Regions from separate parts of the Hordeum vulgare genome. Here region 2 is linked to region 1. A link is a contact called in public Hi-C data. All regions are on one chromosome and are shown on one strand. The core of a region is the stretch at or near the end of the contact, and the rest is flanking DNA. Distances in the headings are between cores, read along the strand shown. Region 1 holds the start of LOC123409984. Region 2 holds the start of LOC123411621 (zinc finger protein CONSTANS-LIKE 14-like).

Evidence for each region. Hi-C and Micro-C count contacts between places; a contact is called where the count stands out from the background.
Region 2: a contact with region 1 is called in a Hi-C map of seedling, with 5 times the contacts expected there. The contact joins the promoter of LOC123411621 here to the promoter of LOC123409984 in region 1. A contact is called at or near these places in 4 of 6 Hi-C or Micro-C datasets (leaf, seedling and an unstated tissue) and 1 of 1 datasets of contacts at active chromatin or transcription factors (embryo).

What each region holds. Positions count from the first base shown.
Region 1 is chr7H:212,286,718-212,293,343 of MorexV3_pseudomolecules_assembly, forward strand. LOC123409984 reads left to right here and starts at 3,279. Exons shown (of 7, transcript XM_045102851.1): 1 at 3,279-3,760; 2 at 4,278-5,758; 3 at 5,853-6,110; 4 at 6,421-6,501. The coding sequence starts at 4,619. It overlaps LOC123409985 (pyruvate dehydrogenase E1 component subunit beta-1, mitochondrial), which reads left to right. Exons shown (of 14, transcript XM_045102852.1): 14 at 1,258-1,580. The coding sequence ends at 1,326.
Region 2 is chr7H:212,784,824-212,791,449 of MorexV3_pseudomolecules_assembly, forward strand. LOC123411621 (zinc finger protein CONSTANS-LIKE 14-like) reads right to left here and starts at 4,247. Exons shown (of 4, transcript XM_045104586.1): 1 at 3,200-4,247; 2 at 1,843-2,070; 3 at 545-819; 4 at 120-459. The coding sequence starts at 4,042. The coding sequence ends at 342.

The sequences.
Region 1 (6,626 bases), core at 2,029-4,528:
TACCGCGGAACCTTTATCTATTGCCAGTATCATTGGTTGGCTACTGCGCAACCTTTATTTGTAGCCAGTATTATTGATTGGCTACCGTGCAATATTTTCTGGAAGTAGGGGATAATGCTGCTTTTATTTTTAGAGCATGGTTAATAGTATAGCCAACTGCTGGCTATAAGCAGTCTTATAGCCCATCTTATAGCTAGCTTGTACAATAGTTAGCTGTAAAAAAGTACTACTTTTATTATATATGGCCCACCTTTCATTCTCACAAAGCACCTAGGAGCACCTGCTAGAGCTGGCTCTTCACGAAGAGCCCGCTTCCCTTCTCTCTCCTCTTCTCTCTCATCCAACTCAACAAAAATATAATATTTTAATCCTTACAGCCTGCTGACTGTACCTTATTGTACTTGCTCTTATATTTGGACTGCCTTGTGTTGGTTTCGTACTATTTCATTGTCAGCGTGCCCCATTATTATTAGGAATTTAGTGAATCATATGTACTGTTAAGCCGGGTCCCCCATTATTATTAGGAATTTAGTGAATCATATGTACTGTTAAGCCGGGGCTTGCCTTGTGGGGCATCAGCCAGGGAATAGTTTTTTGTTTTGGGGGGCAGTGTGTCTGACAGGAAACCAGGAACCTAGTTTGCTAATAGCTCGTAAAACATGAAGGCTTACTCCCTGTTAAACTGGGAATTTTCCTAGTGGGTAATGAATGGGACAACAGTAACGGAACAACAATTTCTTTTGTATTTGTCACCAGCATAGTTACTGATAGCTTGAAAATTTGAAGGCTGGGCATTAGACAGCTAATATGTTTCAGACATAGTGTCCTCCGCCCATATTTTTTTATCTCTGTAAGCATACATCATCACTCTTTAGAGTTGACTGCTAGGATTTAGCTTATCATATTATGTTGGACATAGGTAGCTGATTCTTCAAGTGTTTCTAGGGAGATGAGTAGGCAGAGCCGCATGGGGAAGGTGGCTATATAGTACGTATGTAGAATTATCTGAGAGAACATATAAGACCTACATATTTAGGCCTCCGTTGGTTCATGGGATATAGGAATATCACAAGAATAGGGAAGTCATAGGAAAAGTAGTCTTGCTACATGTATGCATGATTTTGAATCGTTCTGGGAAAATTTACTCCGCAGGTTCAGCCAATCATCTTAGAAGTAGGATGGTGACATTAGACGTAGGTTGAAGTATTCACCTAGTCCGCAGGTTCATGCCTACTAACGTTTTTGACATGCTTGCAGGTTGAGGACATTGTCCGCGCAGCAAAGCGAGCTTGCTACAGATCATCATCAATGGCGGCAACCGCCTAAGCACAAATGCATGTTTTGTTTCTCGGCCTTCTTCTTTGTTCCTTGTCCAGAAAAGATGTACCGAATCGCATAATTGTATCCTCCAACTCGTGTGAGCTAATTTTGTAGATCTGCATGCTGCATTGTTGATTCCGATCTGTCGGCGGCAGTCGGATGGCTGCATCCAGTTGATGGTTCATCCCTAGACATTTGAATCATGCAACTTCTGGAGGTTTACATTTGAGGGATGTCTCAATAACATGTATGTAACTGAATTACAGGCGTTCACACGATTTTGCTCTGGCTTAGGCCGATCCGTTCGTGCGATCAGTATCCCAGAGAAAAAGCTGAAACATTGAAATGCTTCCCGTGGCGGATGCTGGTGAAGTCACACGTGTAGGCAATACTTGAGTCTGAGATTCAGAGATTGACACCTGTGGCCGACGCCTAGATGTCGCTCATGATGTGTCAGGGCTGGGTTGCTGATTCTACAGTCTTGTCAGGTATAGTATATCCGCGGAAAGCAACAGGTGGAGCGGAGCCCCGTAAAGGAGAGCTCCACCACATGCCAAGCAACTTGCATGCTGTGCCGTTGTGGCCTCATCATGGAGCATGATTCTTCCGCTGGAAACTACCGAATTTGTGGCACACGTATGAGATAGCGATCGACCGTTGCTTTGTCTAATCTCTAGATAATATCATTCCCGCTAGCCCATCATTGGTGGGTGGTGCTGTGGATCAGACGCCCGCTCTCTCTCTCTCTCGTCCCCAATCCACACCCCCTTTTGGCCGCTGTTTCCGCTAGTGGACAATCCTGTGCCACGATTCAAATCTCAAGTGTCATCTTCTGTCGTGTTCAACATTACTTTGATCCATTGAGCCTTCTATTGCACGGTACTGTAAAAGATTCTTATATCATCCAATGAATAGTCCATTGCTCAGGTACCCTTTTTTTTTTTGCGTGCACTGGTACTACCAGAAAGCTGTTCTGAGGAAAGGAAAAGGAAGGAAGCGAGAGAAAGATGATGAATCATGGACAGGGGAGTGTCATTGGGAAGAAATGGACCAGGTTCTCAGTCGGATCGGTCTTAGATTTGATATGCCAAAGTAGAACGTACGGATCTTAGCCGCCCAAGCAGTGGGCCAAGTCCACCGTTTTGAATAGTCTGCTTTTTCTTCTGTCAAACTACAAGTAGGCCGTTCAAAAGAATTATTTCGTGTGCGGGGTTTCGATTCTCCTCGATATTGTCCGTCAAAAACATTCTTGTCATAGGTTTCTACCGCTTTCTTAGGACGGCGAGCTTACAATTACTTCTCGCAATGACGAAATTTGATGTCAGGCACTTCAGAACGGTTTAAGGATTCAACAGCGAGTACTACGGCTCCATGGCACTAGTCTTTAACTCTTTATAGGCAGGGATGGAGCTGCCTTATAGGCATTGGGGTCAGCTGAAATTTGAAAATCCTTCACTAGTTTAGTACTTGTATCATTACTTTCTTCGTTTGTAAATATAATTTTTTTTAAAGTTTTTACTAGAAAACTACACACGGAGCAAAATAAATGAATCTACACTCTAATATATGTTTATATACATCCGTATGTAGTTTTTTACTATTTTTTTTAAAGACTTATATTCAAAAATGGAAGAAGTAACATTTTTAGAAAGATGAACCCAATGCCATGTACATGATCCCGTCAAACTATTTTTCTAGCTCCGTCAGTCCTCCTAACCATCCAACCACGGGTTGATTTGCTTTGTTATTTTTGGTTTGTTTTGTAATACTTGGGCAAACTTTTGTAATAGCTCTATGCAGGACTATTTCTCAAAAGAAAAGGAAAATGTAGTATGGGCAGCAACAGAATTTGTTACACAAGTCGGTACAGTAACCACCGCCGCTGAGCTCAACCGCCAGACGATTCTGAGAAAACGGAATCTGCAAGACGTGAGGGGCCAGAACGTTAGAAGCATAAGCCACAAAAAAGTGGGAAGACGCGAGAACATTTTATCTATCCACTCTTCTTCTTCTGAAAGAAAAAAGAAGCAACCGAGCGAGAACAAAAGCGAAACCAAAACAGCCGAGCTGATTGGAAACATCCAGATGCTGCCGCTGCTACTAACTCAGCCCAGCGTATCCCCTCCAGAAAATATCATTTCTAGCGCCTAATCAAGGACCCTTGGTTTGTTGCTTCCGGAATTATATACATACCCACCACCATTGGAGCGAGCAGCAGGAGAGAGAGGGGAGGGGAGAGAAGAAGAGCAGCCACAAGAGGAGAAGGTTCGGCGGAGGTGGACGTCGAGAGCCCGGCGGAAACCGCCCGGAGCGATTGAGGCGCGGGTTGGTTCCCGGTGGACGGAATCGGATCGAAGCGGCCGTCAATCTCGGAGGACCCCGATTCGATTCGGCGGCGCGGGCCGTTCCGCTGCTGATTAATCCATGGATGGATATGCAGGTACCCCTTTGTCGCCGGCTTGTATTTCTGCGATTCCCGTTGCTGCGGTGGGCTCTGCCCGTTTATCGGTGGGAAATTTGCTGCTCCATTTCGATCGGTGACGGTTCCGCAATCCGCCCCCAAATTTGGGCCTCTCGTGCTCCGGATTTCGGCCGCTTCCGTGCTCCCGATTTCGGTAGTTTCGAGGTTTAGCCCATGCACGCCTGTTTGCTCGGCGATTGGCTGACCGCGTCTTCATTTGCGCCTTGTTTGGGCAGTATGGAGTGGAGTAGATAGCATTGTGATGGATGCGCAATCATTGGTTGGGAACTTGCTATTTCTATGCATTAGGCGGAAGCTGTAGAAACTGACTACTTTGTTTCTCCTGAGAGCTAAATATAGTAACCGTCAGGTAGTATTGATTGAGCTTATCTTGGTCATGTAGTGGGATTAATTGAACTCCCTTCTATTCGTGGGTTTAGTCATGTGATAGGATCAATTGAGCCTCTAATCAATGCTCTTCGATTCGTTTCTGCAGGGCTGTGAGGTGATCTCCTCGCATGGTTCGTCCTAGGTCCCTGGTTGCTTGCTCAGGCTCCAAGTTATGTGTCATCTCCAGTTGCCGTGGTAGCCAGGGGGGCATGATTAGTAGTGGCAAGATGGTAACCTTGCTTCCAATGGGTCCGAGTCGGAAATGCTGGTGTGGTTCTGCCCTTCCGGTGGTGATTGGTTCCAATTGATGGTTTGTCTATGCATTGATTTGGACACTGAAATGGCAAGATACTAAGAGGGCCGTTGAAAGGAACTGGATAGGTGTACCGCAGTAGCAATTACAAATTGGGGGTCTTCCTTCTCGCTGAGTATCAGAGATTGGTTGCCATGGGTTTACCCCAAGTTTCTTCAGTCAAGGAGGATGTTTCTACAGGATCGAGGACGCCTGTGTCAAGCCCCTCACGTATCAACGGTGTTGGTGCCTGCGATTTGGATGGGCTTCCTCGAGAATGCTCAAATGGCAAGGTTTCATATCGATCGATTGGCAATTTCACTAGACAGACTGCATCAGGTTCCCCAGATGAATCAAACGGGTATTTTAGAGACAGCCATGCGTTTGATGGACCCGCAGACTTCCAAGGATTCAGAATTGATGATTTTAGAGATGCAAATTCTAGATCTTCTCAAAAATTGCAGCAGCCTGCTGTCCATATGCCGACAACAAGGATTGTGGGCTTTGAATCAAACTGTATTGGAGGTCCTGATACAGCACAATTGGATACAATCTGTCCATCTGTGGCCAGTCATAATTGTGGTTCACCATTTGATCAGCATGAACTTCAGGCAAGGAAAAGACTGCTGTCTCCATTGAAAAATGTGCTCTCTAGAAAGTTCCATGGTGATTTACTGAATATTGCTTCTGCTGATGCTAGGTTTCAGCATTCCGAGCCAGGTAATAAAATGGTAAACACCGGAAGCCTCAGTTGTTTTGAGTCACAGGCATGTCCGACCCCTAGATGGTCCAGTCGGACTTCAGAATTTGATGTCAATAGGATTAATTCTAATCATTTCACTGATGGCCCTTTACTTGGGAACAAGGAGTCATTATCCTATTATGATCATCTAGCTGCCAGTGCAAAATTAGCACACTCTCCACTCTCATTATCTCCTCTCAGCCCTAGACGCATTCATAAAGTCAAGACTACAGAATCTCCAAGGCATGTAATGAAAGACATTGAAAATGATTTCCTAGATTTGAAGGAACAGGGAGGATTTGATGGAATTAGGATGCTAGATGTGTTAGAGGAAACTGACAGATTACATGATGAATATGATACTATGACCCCTAAGAGAAGTTCATGTAGAAGATATCAAAACTGGGGTTCTGAATCTTCACCTACGTCTCCGCGAGTTGGTTATGGACTTGGTTATGGACGGAGTTTGAGTCTCCCTGCAAGGAGGTCACTAGTTGTCTCCTTTGAGGAATCCCTTTTGTCTGGCCGACTTTCTTATGGAAAAGATAATCAGGTCTAGTATTTATTTCTGTTTATCATCTAGTATATACTACAATTCCAGGGTATTGACTGTTGAATTTGATTCCTTAATTCTCCTGTGGATGCAGACAATTGATGGTTTCTTAGCTGTCCTGAATATTGTTGGTGGTAGCTTCTCTCCCCCAACTCAGAAACTTCCATTTGCAGTAGCAAGTATCGACGAGGATAGCTCCTTATTGTACTATTCTTCTATTGATCTTGCTGGTAGATTGTCCACAAGTGCAACCAACAACAATAGCCCAAAACTCCAAAGAAGCCTTAGTAACAATGATTCAAGATCAGCAAAGAGTCGCTTACGCATCCCTGCTAAGGGGCGCATACAACTGGTACTGAATTGCTTGACCCTTAGCTCATGATCATATTTGTTCTTGTGCATTTTGTGTTGCAAATACTTTGTCTATATTAACCACCCCATCTTTTCTCTATCTAGTTAGCTTTATAATAATGAAGATACATATATGTCATTGCTTTTGCTTCAACAAACAACTCTGTATACTTTCTTGACCTGTTTCAAATGGCTAGGTTTCCTTTTCTCGCAGCACCTGGTGTATTTGTATGCATATTTAAGCTACTATTTGAAATTGTATTGAGTTGTTGTATGCGCTCCCATCTTGAGTTAAACAATTGCCTCATCAGGTTGTGAGCAACCCTGAGAAGACCCCACTCCATACATTCTTCTGCAACTACGACTTAACTGACATGCCGTCTGGAACCAAGGTACAAAATATTACGACTAGTTGACTACTTATCCTTTATATATTGAAGAAAACTAAAGGTTATTCTGATATTGGCCCCAAAACACAAATGTGCTTTATATGTACTAGTCCTTACTTGCTTGCAAG
Region 2 (6,626 bases), core at 2,997-5,496, 500 kb after region 1:
CTTCTTATAATCAGATCATGTAAATTTCTTAGGAGTACATTATTTGTCGTTTTGGATCTCAGTTACTAGTTGGTAGGTTAAGCAGCACTATAAACTCATGAAATCATGAGCATGAAAGATGAGACAGCGTATATGCACCTTATATACCAGTGTAAAATTAAGCTATGTGTTCTGAGGAGAAAAGTAGAGGTCTCTTACAAAAAAAAACACCGTGAATATGATCCTCTGGATCACGATGCTGAAAACGATAACGAACACAAAAAAATAGCTGAGCAATGCACGGCATCATGCTTAGGTGCGGCGCAGGATGTCATCTCCGTGCTGCGAGCAAGGAAGAAGGCTCATCCGCCATTGCTGCCGGCATTGAGCGCTTCATTCGACTTGACAAAACGGCCTTTCACGCGCTTCCGGGTATCCGCCCTCAGCTTCCGGGACTCATACCGGATGTGCTTCTCGTACCTGCAGGGAGCACCAGAAACGCATGAGAAAACTATAACCATCTATTGAGTAAATGAAGACAGGTTATCTGCTCATCGTTTCATGCCTGCGATTCTTCCTCTTCTCTTTGTACCGCTGCATCGCGCTATCCCTGTTTAGGGCGAGAGTCTCACTGTCGATCCTTGTGGTAGGCCTCTCAGCTCCAGTCGGGACGATTGTTTGATCACCAAAGGAGATCTCCCTAGTGGGAGCTGCTCCTCTGTCATGGGAAGAGCTCGCCAAGGTCCCTGAAGCAGGCACGTTGCTCCCAGAGGTTGTTGGGCCATCCATTGTGGAGGTGCATGAGCTAACCTTCATTCGCTTGTTGCTCGCTGTGCTAACCTGCAAAGGAAAAACACAACAAAGGTCTCACAACTGCAACAGCAGACACAGAAATTTTCATTGATGGAGACTCTCTACTTCTACACAAGATGCAAAACAAATAACACGTGGTGGACCTTTATATACAGCCAACTATCAGCACTGACAAAATTGCCCCTTGATGTTTCACAAAGAAACAAGATGACCCATGAATTGGTGGACCAAAGGAGCATGGAACAAGGATCTGTATGGTGGCCTGTAACTATCACTGTGATTGAGAGCAGCTAAAAGCATTCACTAAATGGGACCATATAGCTAACTTTCACAAGAACAGACACTTCAAAAATAAGATTTTTTTTTTGCCCCCCAAAAAAGAAGATAAGACTGAATTAGGAACACAGCAGCCTGAACGCATTCAAGAGAAAGTGGCACATCAACATCAGTGAAAGATCTGTTACATTGTCAACTGGAAAGTTAATAGCCAAGAGAAACGACAGTGCGCAGATGGGATGTCAGTATCATTTTAAGCACGATTCAGGTCAAGCAGTTCCTGGGGCCGTATGCATCTTATTGATGCAGAGACCGGAGGTAAGCCTCCTTTTCAAAAAAAAAAAAAAAAAGGTCGAGCAGTTCCTTTTCAGTATCTTGTCAACATTAAATTTTGACCAACAGATACTAAAATTACCCCTAACTAATTGCCTGGTATCTATCTACTAATGCACATAGGAATAAAAACCAATAAGCGCTGACTGCAAACTAGAGGACTCCTTGCGTTTGTAAATAAGGCATATCCTAGCAGAGCAGTCATGCTCGACTTTTCTGCTAGTTATGAGGTTATAGCACTGCATACAAAATATTAGTAAAAAATTGCATGATGCATATGAGATCTTGTCGATTCAAATTCACGGGCTATTAGCACCATCGTGGTGTGTCATATTACGCACTTTATTATGCCGTGGTTTTTTTTTCTTTCAAAAAGAGGGCGAACACCCTCGGCCTCTGCATACTGAACGTGCTTTATAGGCATAGGGAGAAATAACTTACATTTTTGGATGGCACCTGGCAGATATTTGTTGACATGATATCTTCAGCAGCTGCACCGTATCCTGAGTCGTAAATATCTTCCAGATCTTTCGTTGTCCCACAAGAAATTTCCTTGAGCATGTCACTGTAACTCTTGATCATAAAGCCTCCATTGTTTGAACCAAATCCAACTTCATGTGCAGATTTTTCATTGTGGTTCCTTGATCTTCCTAAATTGAAATCCCATATCTGCAGATAGCAAGTACTGAACTGTTAGGGCTTTCAACAATAAGCACATTCCAGAGTAAGATTGAGGAAAGTTAGAAGACTTTAAAGCATATCCAATTATAAGAAAGTGATTCCTTCAAACCTATCCTTTTGCCAATGCAAACCCTACAAGCAAACTTAGGCGTACCGAATACTATTATCGGGTGAATTAAAACTGTATAGACAGCAATGTCGATGTAGTTGGCAGATTGAATAAATGGTGTTTGCCATCAATTCATCAAGATCTTTGATCTGATTTCCACCTATTAGGTGATCTATTCCCTGTTCAAAAAGTCAAACACTCTAAAGAATCTAGTAACATGGCAAATCATACAAGATACACTTTTTCATATCGCGATAGCAACACCAGCTCAGAAATTCCGGTCTAATTTGCACTACTGGTAAATGAGAATACACCATTCATTATCAGCCAACATGCGCATTCAATGTCCTAAAAAAATGGATCCATGAACCTCCATGGCAACTGCATTCTACTGCCCTTTCAAGTTGAAAGACCCGTACCATAAATGGTGAGCGAATAAAGTGTAAAAAAAATTCTACTCAAAACAAGTGAAACCAATCACTTGTCTGGCTGACAAAATCTAGGGCAAAACTAGAGCTGGATAGTCCCTGAGAACCACAGGAGTCACGTACAAAGGAATGGAAACTAAACTCTGATGACTTTGGAACTGGCACCTTATTATTCATCTGAAAGCCAAATAGGTTTTCCATGACCTATGACCAGAGATCATGATTGCATTCCATGATCTGATTGATCAATGGATTAACCGGGAACTGCACAAAGTGGCAGCGACCATGTAGCCTTCAACAAACTTGTTTGATGATCTATTGTTGTTTGCTCAGGAAATTAAGATCAGAACATTTCTCGTGACCGTGTAGTGTTAATGCATTCCCAGAAAACATGTGATGTTAATGTGTGTCGGGCTAGCACGATGCGGCTACCTGAAGGCAATGCAACTAATTTAGACACTCATAAAGACACGCACAAAACATTTGATTAGTAATACAATTACATGTGAATTGTCTGAATAGTGAATACCCACAATTGATTTATTTGTTTGCACAATAGTATTATTCTCATGTTTTTTACCTGGGTGGGTGGCACTGATGAGGGTGGGGCGAACTCCCATCGAAGTTGTTCTTCGTCGTCATCAGGGAGCCGGTCGTTGCCGACAAGCTCGGCGCAGTGGGCTGACGGCATCATCAGCAGGGACGTGTACGGACACGGCACCTCTGGAGCAGGAGGCAGCGGCGGGGGAGGCTGCTTGTCAGGCAAGCGCCCGCTAGACCCGGCGGAGGACCGGCGAGGAGTCCTGGGGCTCAGATCCGAGTACCCCTGCGGCTGCGACGTGTCCGTCTCTCGCCGCGCCATCTCCGCGAGCTGGTCGCACAGCGCTTCCCCCTTGAGGGGCCGACCGCCGCCTGCCGAGACAGCCACCTCCGGCGGGTTGCAGGGCACGTAGAGGTCGCGCATCTCGGGGTCAACCAGCATGGAGTAGTCCAAGGACGAGAAGAAGAAGGCGTCCTCATCCTCCTGGCCGGCGCCAGTGCCGAGGCCGCAACCGAACGCGGCGGCGCCACCGCCGCCAGGGAGGAGGTCGACGCCCCACGACGCGGCGAGCTCGGCCGCCGCGGGGCAGCCCGCGAACCCCTCCACGGGCACGCGCGCCGCGCCTTCGCACCCGCCGTCGCAGTCCACGCAGAGGAACGCCGGCTCGCCTCCCCCAGCCGCCACGCGCGCCGCGGCCGGGCGGGCCGCGCACCCGGCGCAGAGCGGCGCGCGCACGTGCTTCCGGGAGAGCGCGTTGGCGGCGTGCACGTGGCGGTCGCACGCCACGCAGAGCCGCGCCGCGTCCGCGCGGCAGTGCAGCGCCGCCGCCGCCTCCCCGCAGTAGTCGCACGGCCAGTGCTGCCTCGCCCCTCCGTCCTTCATGTCCAGCGCCCAGCAAGCAACCCGAGCAGAGAACCCCGCGATGCCGGAGGGAGGCGGGTCAAACGGCGGGAGAGCGAGAGGGTTCTGCCGCTTCTTATCGCCGCGCGCTTAGCTTATGCAAATGCAATCCGAAACGAGGCTGCGACTGCGAGGGTACGGGAGAAAGCGAGGGAGAGGACCGATCCCGTGCGCCATGCCCAACAGCGAGGCCGGGCGCGGCCTTCTCTTTCCACGTGCCGCGCTATGATTTCGCTGAGGTGGCGGGGCCGAGGACGTGGGACCGGTTGGGCAGTGAGCTCGCCATGTCGGAAAATATCTAGCGGAGCTCGCTGAGGTGGTGGGCTGAGTGCGAGGGGGCTGGGAGGCTGACACGGTGGGGCATGGGCAGCGGGTCCCGATGCGGTGGAAAGGATTAGGACTCCCGTACAAATTAGGGCATGTAACTAAAATAAGACAAAAAGTTCATGCATAATAGGCTTCCTTAGTCTCAAATAACTGTCTTAATTTTATATTTTCTCTGTTCGAAATTAGTTGTTATAAAAATAAATAGGAATAAATGTATTTAGAACTAAAATACATCTAGATACATCGATTTCTCTAACAAGTATTTTTGGACGAAGAGAGTACTAATTTTTGTATAAAATTATATTAAACTTGGGACACTTATAAGAAGACAAAGGGAGTAGTTTTCTAGTCTTATCTTTAATATTTTGATATTTCTAAATATGTGCATTTTTGCTAAGAGATCATCTCTTAATTAGAAATATGAATCAATCTCTGATTGGATGGTTCGACGGATTGTGGTATGCTCAGCCCATCAAGTCACCGGGGTTCAAGTCTTGCTCGCATTTATTTCTAAACTTATTTCAGGATTTTCGACGATGCGCATTCAGTGGAAGAAGAGGTTCCTCTCAACGACGAGGTGTTTACGATGACTTCATAAATTTCAAGACAATATGTTGGTCCAGTCTCTCAAAAGTGTTTATAGGGATAGGTGTTGGATAATGTAGCATAAATTCAAAATTTTCCTACGCCATGTTCAGATCTTTCTATGGAGAGACGTGCAACGAGAGAGGGGTGAGTGCATCTTCGTACCTTTGAAGATCCCTAAGCGGAAGCGTTGCTAGAACGCGGTTGATGGAGTCGTACTCGCGGCGATTCAGATCGCGGTGTGATTCCGATCTAGTGCCGAACCACGGCACCTCCGCGTTCAACACACGTGCAGCTCGGTGACGTCTCCCGCACCTTGATCCAGCAAAGAGGAGGGAGAGGTTGGGGAAGATCTCCGGCAGCACGGCAGCATGGTGTCGATGGAGAGACGAGCTCTCCCGGCACGGCTTCGCCAAGCACCGTAGGAGAGGAGGAAGGAGGAGCAGGGCTGCGCCGAGGAGAGGGAAAACTATGTGCAAAACAGCCCCAAAACCCTCCCTATATATAGGAGGAGGGGAGGGGGTGCGCCACCCCTAGGGTTCCCACCCTAGGTGGTGCGGCTGCCTAGATGGGAGAGGGGCGGCGGCCAGGGCAGGGAGAGGGGGGGCGCACCCCTAGGTGGGCCTTAGGCCCACCAACGCCTAGGGTTTCCCCTCCCTCCCTCTCTGGTGCGCATGGGCTGGGTGTGGGGGGCACACCAGCCCACCTAGGGGCTGGTTCCCTCCCGCACTTGGCCCATGTAGCCCTCCGGGGCTTGTGGCCCCTCCCGGTGGGCCTCCGGAACCCTTCTGGTGGTCCCGACACTTTGTCGGTGGTGCCCGAAACATTTCCGGCGTCCATACCCATCCATCCTATATATCAATCTTTACCTCCGGACCATTCCGGAGCTCCTCGTGACGTCCGGGATCTCATCCGAGACTCCGAACATCCTTCGGTAACCTCGTATAACAATTCCCTATAACCCTAGCGTCATTGAACCTTAAGTGTGTAGACCCTACGGGTTCGGGAGGCATGCAGACATGACCGAGACACTCTCCGGCCAATAACCATCAACGGGATCTGGATACTCATGGTGGCTCCCACATGTTCCACGATGATCTCATCGGATGAACCACGATGTCAAGGATTCAATCAATCGCATATACAATTCCCTTTGTCTGTCGGTATAGAACTTGCCCGAGATTCGATCGTCGGTATGCCTATACCTTGTTCAATCTCGTTACCGGTAAGTCTCTTTACTCGTTTCGTAGCACGTCATCCTATGACTAACTCCTTAGTCACATTGAGCTCGTGATGATGTTCTACCGAGTGGGCCCAGAGATACCTCTCCGTCACACGGAGTGACAAATCCCGATCTCGATTCGTACCAACACAACAGACACTTTCAGAGGTACCCGTAGTGCACCTTTATAGTCACCCAGTTACGTTGTGACGTTTGATACACCCAAAGCACTCCTACGGTATCCGGGAGTTGCACAATCTCATGGTCGAAGGAAAAGACACTTGACATTAGAAAAGCTTTAACATACGAACAATACGATCTAGTGCTATGCTTAGGATTGGGCCTTGTCCATCACATCATTCTCCCAATGATGTGATCCCGTTATCAATGACATCTAATGCGCATGATCTGTTGGGAAACGTCGCATGGGAA